2 separate regions of the Gossypium hirsutum genome follow, and region 2 is linked to region 1. A link is a contact called in public Hi-C data. All regions are on one chromosome and are shown on one strand. The core of a region is the stretch at or near the end of the contact, and the rest is flanking DNA. Distances in the headings are between cores, read along the strand shown. Region 1 holds the start of LOC107911851 (protein DMR6-LIKE OXYGENASE 2). Region 2 holds the start of LOC107911778 (alcohol dehydrogenase-like 4).

What was found. A called contact is a pair of places that touch in the nucleus more often than the background predicts.
Region 2: a contact with region 1 is called in a Hi-C map of leaf, with 1.7 times the contacts expected there. The contact joins the promoter of LOC107911778 here to the promoter of LOC107911851 in region 1. A contact is called at or near these places in 2 of 34 Hi-C or Micro-C datasets (leaf and petal).

The regions. Positions count from the first base shown.
Region 1 is chrD08:39,820,085-39,827,415 of Gossypium_hirsutum_v2.1, reverse strand. It overlaps LOC107911851 (protein DMR6-LIKE OXYGENASE 2), which reads right to left and starts at 2,547. Exons shown (of 4, transcript XM_016839802.2): 1 at 2,283-2,547; 2 at 1,940-2,187; 3 at 1,535-1,856; 4 at 1,057-1,437. The coding sequence starts at 2,507. The coding sequence ends at 1,186.
Region 2 is chrD08:40,023,285-40,030,615 of Gossypium_hirsutum_v2.1, reverse strand. It overlaps LOC107911778 (alcohol dehydrogenase-like 4), which reads left to right and starts at 3,849. Exons shown (of 10, transcript XM_016839706.2): 1 at 3,849-4,019; 2 at 4,109-4,245; 3 at 4,321-4,370; 4 at 4,467-4,795; 5 at 4,887-4,969; 6 at 5,275-5,350; 7 at 5,454-5,515; 8 at 5,590-5,685; 9 at 5,779-5,940; 10 at 6,019-6,329. The coding sequence starts at 3,950. The coding sequence ends at 6,129. LOC107911784 (polyadenylate-binding protein-interacting protein 11) reads right to left here. Exons shown (of 11, transcript XM_016839737.2): 10 at 7,096-7,157; 11 at 6,594-6,968. The coding sequence ends at 6,911.

The DNA of each region.
Region 1 (7,331 bases), core at 1,298-3,797:
TGTTAAAAGTCTTGAAACCTAATTGTTCATATAATTTGCATCATAGATATTGAATTAAAATCATAGTTGTTTAGGCAACGAATCTGATATCTCACATCTCAGTTCTGGCGATCGGATCGAATTGGATGTTACATACACATATTTGACCCATACTTTATTAAATTAACGAAAATCTGATAAATTGTAACTAAATTAAATCACTTTTAATTTGAATAAATTTTTATTATAGTAAATAATAATGTAATTATTATATATGTGATACCCATATTTTTCTAAAAGGGAGGAGGGGAAGAAGACTTTAGAAGTTAAATAGCACTTAGGGAGAGAAAGAAAAGTTCTTTTTTACACCTACAATAGCCTTAATTTTCCATGATACAATGAATTGATTTTGGGTGCTTATAAAGAATTCTAGAAAGAGATCCTTACTATAAACTTTTCATCAACTCCAATGTTGCATTAATATTATAAGAATACTAATAGTTTATGTAATAAGAATTTTTTGAGTATTTCGTTTAGTAATTTATCCCTTGTAATGATTTAAATAACTGAGTAAAGTTTTGAATAATTAAACCATGTTTTTATGTATTACATAAAATATTATAAAAAATTAATAGTTTATGTAATTAGATGGAACGAAAGCTATAGAAAGTTAAAATCCCTAGAAATTCTGACCTAGCAACCATACCATTCGATGACGGGGACCATTAGGTAGAGAGAATGTGATACAAACTCCCCCAAAGCCACCAAGCTTTTAATGGCGCTTGTGTTATAACCAGTTTCAAGGCCTACTAGTGAGAGCGTGTTGGTCTTCTTCATTAGCATCGGTTCTAGCCTGTTGGGTAATTTCCTTAGGTTGCTAAAAAAGTAAAATTCACTATAATTTTTCAAATTCATAGATTGGTTACAATTTTAATATAACTACTTTACGTATATAAATAAAATCCAAATTGAAATCCTCAAAATTGGCATTAAAGTTTTGATGGTCTTGTAAATTGAAAAAGTAGAAGGTAGGAAAAGGTGAGTTGCAAGTCCCGTTTGCAGAGATGGAAATGTATATGAAACAGTGAAATACCATCATCTAGCACCTTAATTAAGACGCTTCAGTAATTAACATTATCTGGGAGGTCGAATAAGACAACTCCGTCTAATCTCGACTTTAAAATATGAATTCATGAGAATAGATAATTATGGAATACAAGTTTTGAACAGGTCGAGGCAGCATTCGCTAGCAAGTCCCCTCTTCCAAAATTTTTCATAGTATTCGCCATAACTAAAACTTCGATACACTGCAGGGTGATCATCGTCGATCAAGTCCGTAGCAGGGCCTATCAAAGCATCAGGTGAGGGACAATAGAAGGTTGGGATGGATATTCGTTCTTTATTGCAGTTCACAACAGCTCGATGGAGCAGACTTTTGTAACGATCATTGCTAATTACCTGTTACAAAAGATCACCACTCACTTTTTCTTTTTCTTTTTTTTTCTGGATTAACAAATAAATAAACAAAGGTTACAATCACAATCCACCACTTCACCTGCATTTGATCGCCGATGTTGACAATGAAGGTGTTGCGAATGGGATTGACAGCAATCCACTTGCCATCTCTTAAAACCTGTAATCCAGGGATGTCATCTTGAAGAAGAATAGTTATTAAATTAGGATCAGTATGGCCAGGCAAGCCATAAGTAAGTTCTGGTTGTGGACAAGGTGGATAGTAGTTTAAAGCCATGTGTTGCCCATGCTTGCTTAGGGTCTTATCTATATGATCTCTCTTCAGCCCTAAGCTGTCTGATATGGCCTCAAGCAGTCGTAGCACTAAACCTCTAACGCTACTGCAATACTCGGCTACGTCGTCCCTGACAGGAACCACAAATTCAGTCATGCTTAAAATTAAAAGATGAAAACCATTGGCTTATTTATGCTACTATATTATTAAAACCTGAAGGATGGGGGATTTGAAGGCCATGCGTTTACGTGATCTTGGAGAGGGTAGCAATGGAGTCTCAGAAAATCCCTCCAGTTGGCAACCTTCTCCGTCTTAACGTTGAAACTAGTTGACAACCGGTTGGCGACGGACGGGTCGTCGGAGTAATTCTTCAACCGCTCACTCTCCGGTAAATAAAAGAAATCTCTAGCTAAACGCAGCATGTTGTTGATGGTGGATTCTGAAACCCCATGGTTCTTAACCTGATCATACAGTAGAATAGAAATCACTAAACAGACTTAACTAGTAGGAGTAGCAAGCGACAATTACAGCCAAATCAAAATATTTGTTTGGGTACCTGAAAGAAGCCATCATGTTGGCAAGCTAGGGCAATCTGTTTAAGAACATGAGAGCGGTTGGGGCCATGGAGGTCCTGAAGGTCGATCAGAGGGATGGAAACATTTGATACGTGAACATCAATCAGGTTTGGACGGTCGGAGATTGGTCTGATGTAATTGGTAGGCACCAGTTTAACTGTAGTTGCGAGGTCAGTGAGTAGTGGCTTGGTGGTGGAGAGCGCCATGGGAATGGAGTATGATATTTAATTACTTTGCACAACTTTGGAGGTTCCGGCTTTCAGCACCCATTTAAACCACTCATTTTCTGATGACGTTGAGATGCTGATATCACAAGATGTACGTAATCTTTCTGCCATTTATTTTTAATTGCAAAATTCCAGAATCGGACAAATGATGTTACAGCTTTTACAGCATCACATTACTTAACTAATGTTAAAGGCCATGTGAACATGAAGATGGTATTCTTGGAGTTTAATCAGGAATGTCAAATTACTTTCACATGTGAATGATTGCCAAGTCACTAGTTTCTTTTTCTTTTTAAATGACGGTTATAGTATTTAAATATTCAAAATTCCTAAATATCTTAATATCTAAAAATATTATTAATTAGATTTAGTATTTGTATTTGTAATTATAAAGACAATAGAAATTATTCCATACCTTAACAACCATCTCATTAACTTATTTACGGGTGCAACCAAATTCAAATGCATGCTCATGTCGGTACGCTAACACCATTAATTAATGTAATATTTTTTCTATTTTACAATTTAAATAATAATGATTTATTTTACATTCTAATTTTATAAAAAAATATTTTACTTTTTAATTTAATTTTTCGTCTTTTTTAGTTATTAAATTTAGGGATATTTAAACTTCAATTAAAACCAAATTAACTGACCGAGTCGAACTAATTCGGTTAATCGACCGATAGCCGAACATATAGTTTGGTTGGAGGTTGGTTAATGGTTTTTTGGAATTTCGGTTACCGGTTAATTGGTTCGAAATCAAGTAATTAACCGAATTAACCAAACTTAATAATTAATATTATGTGTTAATTTCAATGTATTTATTTGATATGTTTTATACTTGTTTTAACTAAAAGACAAAAACATATAAATTGCGATTAATTCAGTTAACCGATCGAATTAATCAAAATATTTCAGTTCGGTTAAAGTTTTTTTGAAAAAATTTCGGTTCGGTTAACAGTTAAAGAATTATACAGTTCGGTTAATGCTAGTTCGGTTCAATTATAACCGAACCAATCGTTTCAACACTCATATTTCAACTTGTGTTTTTTTGTCAAATCACCCAAATGAATAGAAAAGTTAATATTTCTTAACTCTGCTAATGTGGCCTACACATGGATGATACATCAACATTCAATTAATTTTTTTAAATTTAAAAAATTTTAAAAAGTTATAAAACAATATTTTTTTAATTTTTTTAAAATTAATTAAATATTTTTAAAATTAATTAAATACTAACATGTCACAAAATCATAATTCATATATATTTTACATTAACTAAGTTAATAGAATTTAATTTTTCATCAATTTTGAGAAAAATTGATAAAAATAAAAAAAAATTATAAATTTAGAAAAATTAATAAAAAGTTAAAATAATTTTTTAATCAAATGTGCAAAAAGAGTTAGATATTTATATATTTCAAGCCGAAAAAGAGTGGTCACTTATAATAAGCAGGTAGCCCCTAGGCTTACAACAAGAAAAGCTGTCGACAAAGGCTTGGCTATTTTACTTTAATAGCCCAAAAAATATTATATTTACAAAAATAATTCAAATTTAAAAACAATAACTAAAACAATTTGCAATAAACAGTAAAATCGGGTTGTGGTCTGTCAATAGCCGGAACTAACTCGTATTTTTTTACTTTTTTTGTGTCAAAAGAAGGTATCAGTATACTAAAAAAGTTAAAAAAAAATTTGGTGGTGGCCTGCCAATGGCCGGCACCACTTTTTTTGTGGGAATTTTTTTTTTACATTTTTCGTGTCAAAAGAAGGTATCAGTATACGAAAAAAGTTTAAAAAAAATTTTTTTGGTGGTGGCCTGCTAATGGCCGGCACCACTTTTTTTGTGGGAATTTTTTTTTACATTTTTCGTGTCAAAAGAAGGTATCAATATACGAAAAAAGTAAAAAAAAAATTTGTGCTGGCCTGCCAATGGCAGGCACCACCTTTTTTGTGGAATTTTTTTTTTACTTTTTTCGTGTCAATAGCAGGTATCAATATACGAAAAAAGTAAAAAAATTAATTTTTCTCGTATTCTAGTACCGGCCATTGACATAACAAAACTCGAAATTTTTTTTTCGTGTACAGGGGTGCCGGCCATTGACAGGCCAGCACCCAAATTTTTTTTTATTTTTTTCTTTTTTGTATATCAGTATTATATAATCTAAAAAAATACACTGGTTCCGGCCATTGACAGGCCAGAACCAAAAAAATCATTTTTTTAAGTCTGACACAATTATCAGGCAATCATGGGTCTAAAATACGAGTTGGTTCCAGCCATTGACTGGCCACAACCCGATTTTACTGTTCATTTCAGGTTATTTTGGTTATTATTTTTAAACCTGGGTTATTTTTGTAAATATAATAATTAAACCTGGGTTAATTGAGTAGGGACGAAATTACCATTTATTAAAAGCTCAGGGGAAAAATGGTAATAAACATCTTGCAATAAAACAGTTTTGGGCAGCAGTAGTAGACTAAATTTGAAAAATCACCATAAATTGTGGAAATCGAATTAGAGGATGAAAAAAATGGAAGTAAAGATTATTGAATCTAGTTTCTCATAGAAGAAACTGTATAAGTAATGGAATTGTAAATCATGAGATATAATAAATTTTCTGAGACAATGTCAGAATGAATTCGGGTTCCCCTGTTCTGACTTTAGAAAATCATCAAAAATTGGATAAAAATAATTAGGGGTTAAAATTTAATTTTTAAATTATTAATGAGTCTATTTTCAATATAAACAAACAAAAACATTATCAAAATTTTGTACTAAGAGATAATTAATTTTTAGCAAAGAAATGTCGAAGCTGTCAGACAACAGAACAGGGGTAAGTTTGAAGATTTTACTATACTTATTGGCTAAACCAAAAAAAATTTTAAATTTTATGGTAGAAAGGTATTTGAGTCTAGTTTCAGAAACATCAAGCGGTTTTTAATTTGAAATTCTGTAGCTTGAGATATAAATAATTTAGTTACTACAACTCAAGTAGACAGCTTTGAATGAACTACAAATAATAGTGGAATTATAGAGAATGTTACATATGAACATGAAATGTATTAAATTGATGATTAAATTTATTTATTTAGATCCAAAAAATTCAAATACAAAGTTAGATCGAGGAAAGAAAAAATTTTTGGATTAGTAGATTTTTTAATACGAACAAGTATCGAGGTAAGTTCGTGTAACCTGAATTATATTCTTAAATGCTTGAAATGTATGTTGTCGAAACCATTTTTTTTAAAAAAAGGACCGACTTTTGAAAATAAAATAGGAGTCGCCACCGATCCTTTATTGGGGTGTGATCGGCTCACCTTAAAAACGGTTTTGGTCTACGAATTTTGAGAAAGTAGGTTCGGGAGTCGGTTACGCCCGAGGAAGGGTTAGCACCCACGTAACGCCCAAAATTGGTACCGAATTGATTGTTTAATGTCTTAATGTCAAAATTTTGAAAAGATTTTAAAAATATGATCCTTTTAACTTGAATAAATTGAATAATAAAACACTCTTATTTCAAAGAAATAAAATGTCACACCCAGTGAGTTAGGGCGCATCATTTTTAATCTTCAAAATTAAGTTTATCTTTTAACTTTAAAAACCCATGCATTTGAGAAGGATATTTGATTATTCGGGTCAAATGAGAAAGTCAAAACCCAATAAGTTAAGGTTTAATTTCACAAAATTCCTAAATATCGAATATTGCCTTTATTCTCATTTGTTAGAAAAATTCTCATTTCGAGAAAACGACACCTCACATCCAATGTGTTAGGATACAACGTGTCGAATTCCCGAGAATGGGCTTTTTATTTGTGTGTTAATTAAAAGGAATATTCGGTCTCTTAGATATTGGAATCCAGTGAGTTAGGACACAATCTTTTCGAGGATCACAAATCTCCAGTGTCGTGTTATTTTGAAAGCTTTTTGAATAAAAGTGTTTTTGATATTTAAATAAATTGTGATCCGATTGAATGGTAGTGCATAATTCAAAATAATAATTCGTAAATTACGATACACTAGTGGACGATAGATCGTCAAATAATATAAACAAGCGATGGATAAATTCAAACAAGAATAGCAACCATAATCTCGATCATACAACATTCAAAAAGTAAATGAATTACTAATCAAACTTTTCTTAAGATACACTAAAAAGAAAATTATAATAAATAAGTCATATGTACAAGAATTTGTAAAAATGAACAATATAGGTATATAAGCATGAAATATTATTAAAAATGGAGAAAAAGAACAAACAGTACATAAAATAATAATACTTAAATGCATTTTTAAGTAAATATTATAAGAAGGAAATCAAAATGTATAAGGTAATATACATATTAATTTAAAAGAGTAATAGATATGGAGTGGAAAACTTAATAAAAATAATATATGAACACTTTTAAAAGAAAACTTAACATTAATAATTAATAAATCCATAATATATATAGATATATATAGATTAAATATAATTTAATGACACTAATGTTATATAAAAAAATTAAAGAGAAAAGATAAAAGGATAAAATATATATATAAACATATCCGATTTGCATAAAAATATATATAACTATGTCAAATTTAAATAATAATACATGATAACTTTGAACAATGTTAATGATAAATTTGAAGTAATAATATATTACAAATCAGAATGATATTGATGATAAATTCGCAAAAAGATTAAGTTTAAACCAAAAATGCTAGATTTAAAATTAAACATGTGTATATATATATTTAAAACAGAATAATAAATTTTAAACAAAATGAAAATCAAGTGCATTAAATTAAACAAGTAT
Region 2 (7,331 bases), core at 2,600-5,099, 200 kb before region 1:
ACACTTCGATTTTTTATATCAAAACTTTTTATCAAATAAAGCTTGGAAAAAAATTAGGGTTCGAAGAAGACAAAACAAATTAGAAACAATGAAAAGAAAAAGAAAAACAAAGCGTAAAATCAAGAAAGATAAAGATTAGGGTGAGATTGAAAAAGGTTGAATAGAAAAAGATGAAAATAAGATGGATGTTGGAAAGGTTATCCCCCTTGAAGAACAAAGCTTCAATAAAAGCAACCAATAGTGATGATCAAAAGCAGATGTCTTATGAAACCTTTTGAAGAAGAAACTTAAACAAGCTTCATAAATGGCCCTAAGCAACCCCCTAAGGCCAAACCATGGGAATTTGAGGGGGTGGGAAGAGTTCTCCCACGACTTCAAAGAGAAAACTAAGAAGAAAACCTACTTCTAAAATAAATAAAAGAAAAATCTCACAAATAGAAATAAATTAAAGAGTTGAAATTTATTAATCAATATATATTATGAATAATAAAGAGGCCTTTATATAGGCTAACTAATTACATCAAAATAAAACTCCTAAGTAGAATAAAACTCTAATTAATCTACACAAAAAGTAGTTCTAATAGAATTAAACTTTTTTGTTGACTAAGAAATATAAAACGTCTAAACAACTTAAAATACTTAAAAAATATCTTAAAATTTATAATAAATAAACAATAAAAATATAAAACCTAATAGATAGAATATTAAGCTCATATATAATCAAAATTGAATCTCAAAATTGAACCCAACATGATTTAAACTCGAATTAAAGCTCGAAACTCATAATTTCCCATAATAATTTTGCCCAGAAATTTTGCTTGCACGGTCTTCACTAAAATGATCATAATTTTATCTCCCAAACTCAAAATCGAGTGATTCAAAGTGTGTTTTGAATTTAAGAGATATCTCTTTAAATGCTATGAATACATATCAACCCAGAAATGCTTGGATCACATCAAAAAAATTGTTGCAAGTCGATTGATTTTCCAAACTTTAAAATTGGCTGCTTTGGTGAATTGAATTTAATAAATTTCACCCCATCTATGCATGTATCATTAAGCCAAAAATGACATTCTAAGCTATTGTGATCAATCATCTTTATTTCTTGATGAGTATAAACTTGTTTAAGTAAGAACTTAAAAAGCCTCTCATACAATATCATTGGGGTTTTTTTTTAATCCATACAGTTCCTTAATGAGTTTGTAAACATGATTGGGATGCTTGGAGTCTTCCAATCCTTTAGGCTACTCCAAAAACACTTCTACACTGATGAAACCATTTAAGAACACAATGATTAAATCTATCTAGAACTATTTGATATCTAAGAAAGTTGCAACGACCAATAATAGTCTGATGGCCTCCAAACGAGTTACAAGTGTAAAAGTCTCATCAAAGCCAACTCTCTCCACCTGTGTGTAACCTTGAGCCACAAGTCTAGCTTTGTTTGTAGTGATGTTCCTATGCTCATTATTCTTATTCTTAAATATCAATTTTGTAACAATTACATTTCATCATTCAGACCTGGGGACTAATTGTCATACATCATTACTTTGAAATTGATTCATCTTTTCTTGCACTGCTTGAATCCAATGCTCATCTTTGAGAGCTTCTTCAAACTTCTTAGGCTCCATGGAATAAGTGCAACACACCACCCTAACCATGTCACGATAGTTTGGGCTAGGCTTGTTTACCATCAATTTCACCAATTACACTATCCAAATGATGGTTTTTGCCTACCCTTGGGGATGGTTGTGGTTAGGAAAAGACATATGCAAGTTTATCAGTACTAACAATTTGCCTAGTTGCAATTTCTTCTACAACTGGCTCCATAGTTTTTTTTTTTTTTTTGCATACTCACTAGATACGGGACTTCTTGGTACAACTTTGATAACTACATTGGTGCACTTGTTGTTCACTTTATGAGTCTTATTATTTGTAAAGTACCCAAGGAAAATACCATCATCGTTGTCTGCACTAAACTTCTATTGGTATGTTTTATCTCTAAGTATATAACATACACTCCTAAAAAGATAAAAGCATCCTACAGACGGTTTCCCTTCCTCTCTAGATTTCATTAGGTGTCATCCCATTTTAAGTCCTAAACAGATAAAAAGAGTTGAATTTGACCATCAACCTTTTAAATTCAACTTTTTTTAAAATATTTAAATTTTTCATTTTTTAACGGAAATATTGACTAAAACGTTAAATTTTTAAAATGGCAACTCTCATGACAATCCACATGTACTTCATGTTAATTTTTGAATTTTATAAACTTTATATATATTAATTTTAGATACTTTTATAATTTTTAAATTATTTGTTAGCATGGTATATAAGACAAATAGTGTTGTATCAGCATAAAGTATAAGTGGATTATCACATGGGTTGTCACACCAACATTGTTAAAAGGTTAATGTTTTAATCAATATTTCCACTGAAAAAACGATCTGAGTTTTTTTGAAAGGCTAATAGTTAACTTTAATTTAAAAAGAAATAAAAGTCAAATTAACAAAAAAATGCAACTATTAAAGACTAAATTTGTCATTCAGTTTAATTTTATAGATAAGTTATGGTGATGCCAATTATGAGGATTGTTATTTCTTTTCTTTTAGTACGTTACAGGAGGAAAATTACATTAGTAGGTTTGAATTTTTGTGTTTGAGGTATAAAAAAAGTTTAGAGACCAAGTCAATTGGACTCCTATTTTGTTATAACATTATGGCTGCTATTGAGGTATAAAAAAAGGAAGGTTTACTTTTGCAACCAAGAAAGAAAATGCGGAAGAGACCGACTTACAAAGTAAAAAAAGGGGAAAACGAAGAAATTACTGGCTTAAAACTGATTTCCATCTTATTTTTATTCATAAAAAATAAAAACAATTTTAAAATAAATTTAATTTTTATACTTCCATCTCAACCACTTAAATTAAGTAAGGTGGGAGTCAATTTCATGTGCATGGGCATGGGCATGGGCCAACTTATTTTCTTCCCAAGCCAGCTGAATTTGCCTTGGTTTAGTGAATTATTTGCTGCAATTGTCTTGCTGTTATTTTTTTATTTTGTTATTATTTTTTTGAATATTGAATAATTTTTATTGTATTATTAATTTTGATATTATGTTAGAGGTATTTATTTGCTAAGTTTTAGTTATTTTAGTGTTATTTAAATATAAAAATATTTTTTGATATATTTTTAATTTATTGAAAAATATTTATTTTAATATGTATTATATTTTTTAAATTTATTTTATATAAAATAATAATAATATAAAGTTTTATATTCCTATTTCCTATCCCCTTCCTGTCCTGTTTAAAAGTCAACGATGCACTTGATTGACTTTATTTTTTCTCTCGAAAGGAACCGTTTGGAAACAAAACCGGTAACAATAATATCATCGGGAATTGACTTGAATTGATATTAGATATTGATGGGTTTATGGTTAAATTCCGAGGATCTAAGGGGGGTTTTATTATTATTTCAATTTCCTTCTTGCTTTTGGTGTGTTTGGTTCCTGAGAATTCTTTTTCTGGGGATTTCTTATTTCTTCCAAAATATTGTTTGAAAACATAGGTGGTCTCTCTATCAATATGACCGCCTCATTTTTTTTAAAAAAAATATGAATATATCACATGTCAGATTAAAAAATGATAGCGTATTTGATTATAAAATTTTAATATTTGGACTGTTCGATTAAAACTGGTGCGTTGGACCATATTACCCCACAAATTAATTGCGCAATAAAAGAAACAATAATCAGGGATTAGACAATTCCACACGAATTAAACAGCCTTTTTTTTAATCATCAAGCCATGTGAGATTACTAATCTAAGCTTATAAATATTACCCAGAATGAAGCTTCAAACACCCGCCTTTTCACATCAAAACAAACTCTACACCAGGTTTCTGATACAATCTCAGCTGCTTGGTTCATTAAGAGAGAGAAGAAGAACATGGATGTTGGTTACCATTCGTATGAGACCGAGTCAACCCACACTGCAGGGAAAGTCATCACTTGCAGAGGTAAACAAAAGGCGCCTCTGGTTTTCTCTCTATTTTCCTATGATCAACAATCCGGGATTTAGATTGAGTGTGATGTTCCCTTGTTGCAGCTGCTGTAGCATGGGGTCCTGGACAGCCTCTCGTCATTGAAGATGTTCAAGTGGCACCCCCTCAAAAGATGGAGGTGAGGGTCAAGATTCTCTTCACTTCAATCTGTCACACGGATCTCAGTTCTTGGAAAGGCGAGGTAATTAAACCCATCAATCATTTGTTTTTAACTCTTTCATCTCAACCTCTGACCCTTGTGGCTTTTGTTTTAAAGAATGAAGCACAGAGAGCATATCCTCGAATTCTAGGCCATGAAGCTGCAGGGTATGTGACCAGGAACTAATTATATTTGTTTTCCCCCAAAGAAAACTATGAAAGCGTATTGCTGATGAATGAAGGATATGCTGGTGTTTGTTCCAGGATTGTTGAGAGCGTTGGGGAAGGTGTTGAAGACATGAAAATAGGTGATCATGTCATCCCTTTCTTCCAAGGGGAGTGCGGCACCTGCATCTGTTGCAGAAGCCAAAAAACTAATCTCTGCCAAAAGTTTGGAGTGAATCCATTGAAGAGCGTGATGGTAAATGATGGGAAGACGAGGTTTTCCACCATGGATGGGAACCCCATCTTTCATTTCCTCAACACCTCCACTTTCAGCCAGTACACCGTTCTTGATTCTGCCTGTGTAGTAAAGATTGACACCAAGGCCCCCCTCGAGAAAATGAGCCTCTTAAGTTGCGGTGTCTCAACTGGTATAAACTAATCACCAAAAAAACAATATCCCTCTCTGTTGGCCTATATTCAACTCGTAGTAATGTCTCTGGCTGACTGTCAATTTGTCAGGCGTGGGAGCAGCTTGGAATGTAGCCAACGTGCAACCTGGCTCAAGCGTGGCAATCTTTGGGTTGGGTGCCGTGGGACTCGCTGTGAGTCGCTTTGCTGACCCAATAAAATTCATATTTTAGTATGAATACAGTGTTGGACGTTACTGAGAAGTGAAAAGAATCAAACCATGCAATCTAGCGTGAACCGGATAAGCCGTAAATAATTAAATAATACATAAATTTTATATGTAGACAGCTCTGATTTCCTTGCCACTTTTGCTTTTTCCTGAATCTAACATAAAATAGAAATGCATATTTTTCAAGTAAATCATATAGTACGTAGCGTGAATCATCCCATGTGCTAAAGATATAAAATAGTGAAGTAATGGCAACTTGGAATGGAGCAGGTAGCTGAAGGAGCACGAGTAAGAGGTGCATCGAAAATAATAGGCGTTGATATCAACCCTAGCAAATTTTTCAAAGGTATTTATTCCCCCCCATCTTTTCTAGCGATGGCAAGATTTAGTGTTTTATGAGTAAATTAATATTGGAAGGTTATATAATGTTGTGGGTGGCGGTGGAGCAGGCAAAGCAGTGGGAATTACAGAATTCATAAACCCAAAGGATCTAGACGTACCAGTGCATGAGGTTAGTATTTAGTAATCATCATTTATGCAACTGTGGAATATAATAGACTTAAAAAAACAAATGGGTGAGCGCAGAAAATCGGAGCTATTACAGAGGGAGGTGTAGACTACAGCTTCGAATGTGTAGGAAACCTTGAAGTTCTTCGAGAGGCATTTTTGTCCACCCATACCGTAACTCCCTCCTCTTATCACCCTGCCTCTGATTTCCCAGTTTCATCTATTGTTGTCCCCCTTTAATCATCAAAGTGTGGCATGCATACACAGGGATGGGGACTGACAGTACTACTGGGGATTCACCCAAGCCCAATGTTGCTGCCTCTCCATCCAATGGAGTTATTTAACGGACGCCAAATCGTAGGATCCATCTTTGGAGGCTTCAAAGGCAAAACCCAACTGCCAAAGTTGGCCGAACAATGCATGTGTGGGGTAGGTAAAAGTTAAATCATCAATTCAAGCCCTGCTTCTTTCTTACAATCAAACTGAGTTTTTGGAATATGATTCCAGACCCTGAACTTGGACGAGTTTATCACACATGAGCTTCCCTTCCACAACATAAATGAAGCTTTTCAACTGCTAATCGAGGGGAAATCGCTTAGATGCCTTCTGCACCTCTGAGCTTTTACGCAATAAAATTATATAAATAAATCATATAGGTGCCGGTTGATTCACAATCACTGGCTTGTTTGTAGTAAAATTTTCTTAAATTTACGGTGCTTCAGTTCAGCATGAGCCCCCCACAAATTTCCTGCTTGTTAGATGATGTAAAACTTCTATCGATCAATTTGGTATCCCAACTATATTATTTTTCTTCGGAAGTTCGGGGCCTCCATGAACGTACAACCTGGAATTCTCAATGACTTGATTGATATTGGCGTAAAGCAGATCAGATCATATAGTTCATGCACCCAAGAAAAAATCCAACTAGCATGAATTTTATCTAATGCCGCCCAAAAGATCAAATGAAATAACACAAATTTAAGACTAAATAGGAGAGGAGGTAAAAGAATTGATAGAGCGGGCATCTCATCTCCAGTGGCATCAAGCCAAAGCTTGGCACAGTACCAGTGACACAAAAGTACTAGAGAACCACTCCATCAATTACATAGCCCAGAATGTGCAAAAAGTTCAATTTGGGACAAACCCTGTCCACATTAGTGAGTAATAATGCATAATATCTTTCAAAGCCTCGAAGTTCCATCCAACTCTATGTACTGCAAGTTGCAAGAATAAACAAAAGACAACAACACCTAGGGTAAACAACCAAGCGCTGCAGAGGACAATATATATAATATAAATGGACAAGCCATCCACATGGGAAACATCTTTACATGGGTGTGTGTATGGATTTTAAATATATATAAACCAGTACTAAAATCAGTTGGAGTGCCACAATGATTCAGTGCATGGGAAGGCGAGGGGTGCGCGGCCGAACTGGGGTCTTCGATGGGCTTACCCTGATCATACACAACAACAATAATATACTCAGAACACAATGGGAATAAATGCTTAATCAATCTTTGCAGATAAATTATAGCAAAAAAAAATCATTTGGAGAACTGATGGAAAAAACAGGGATCTAACCTTATGGGCAATGACCCCAGAATCACACCACTACAGTTGAGAGCAGCAATTGCACTTTCAGCCTGCAAGTGAATAATAGAATATTACAGATTCGTTCATTCATGAAAAGTCAAGCAACCCATTCTCAAGATGGTCTAAAAGCAGCTACATATCACTTGATTTGAAAACTAGGACATCGTCTCCGATAAGCCAACATCGGTTTACTGACCAAAGAGGGCAGACAATCGAGAAATAAT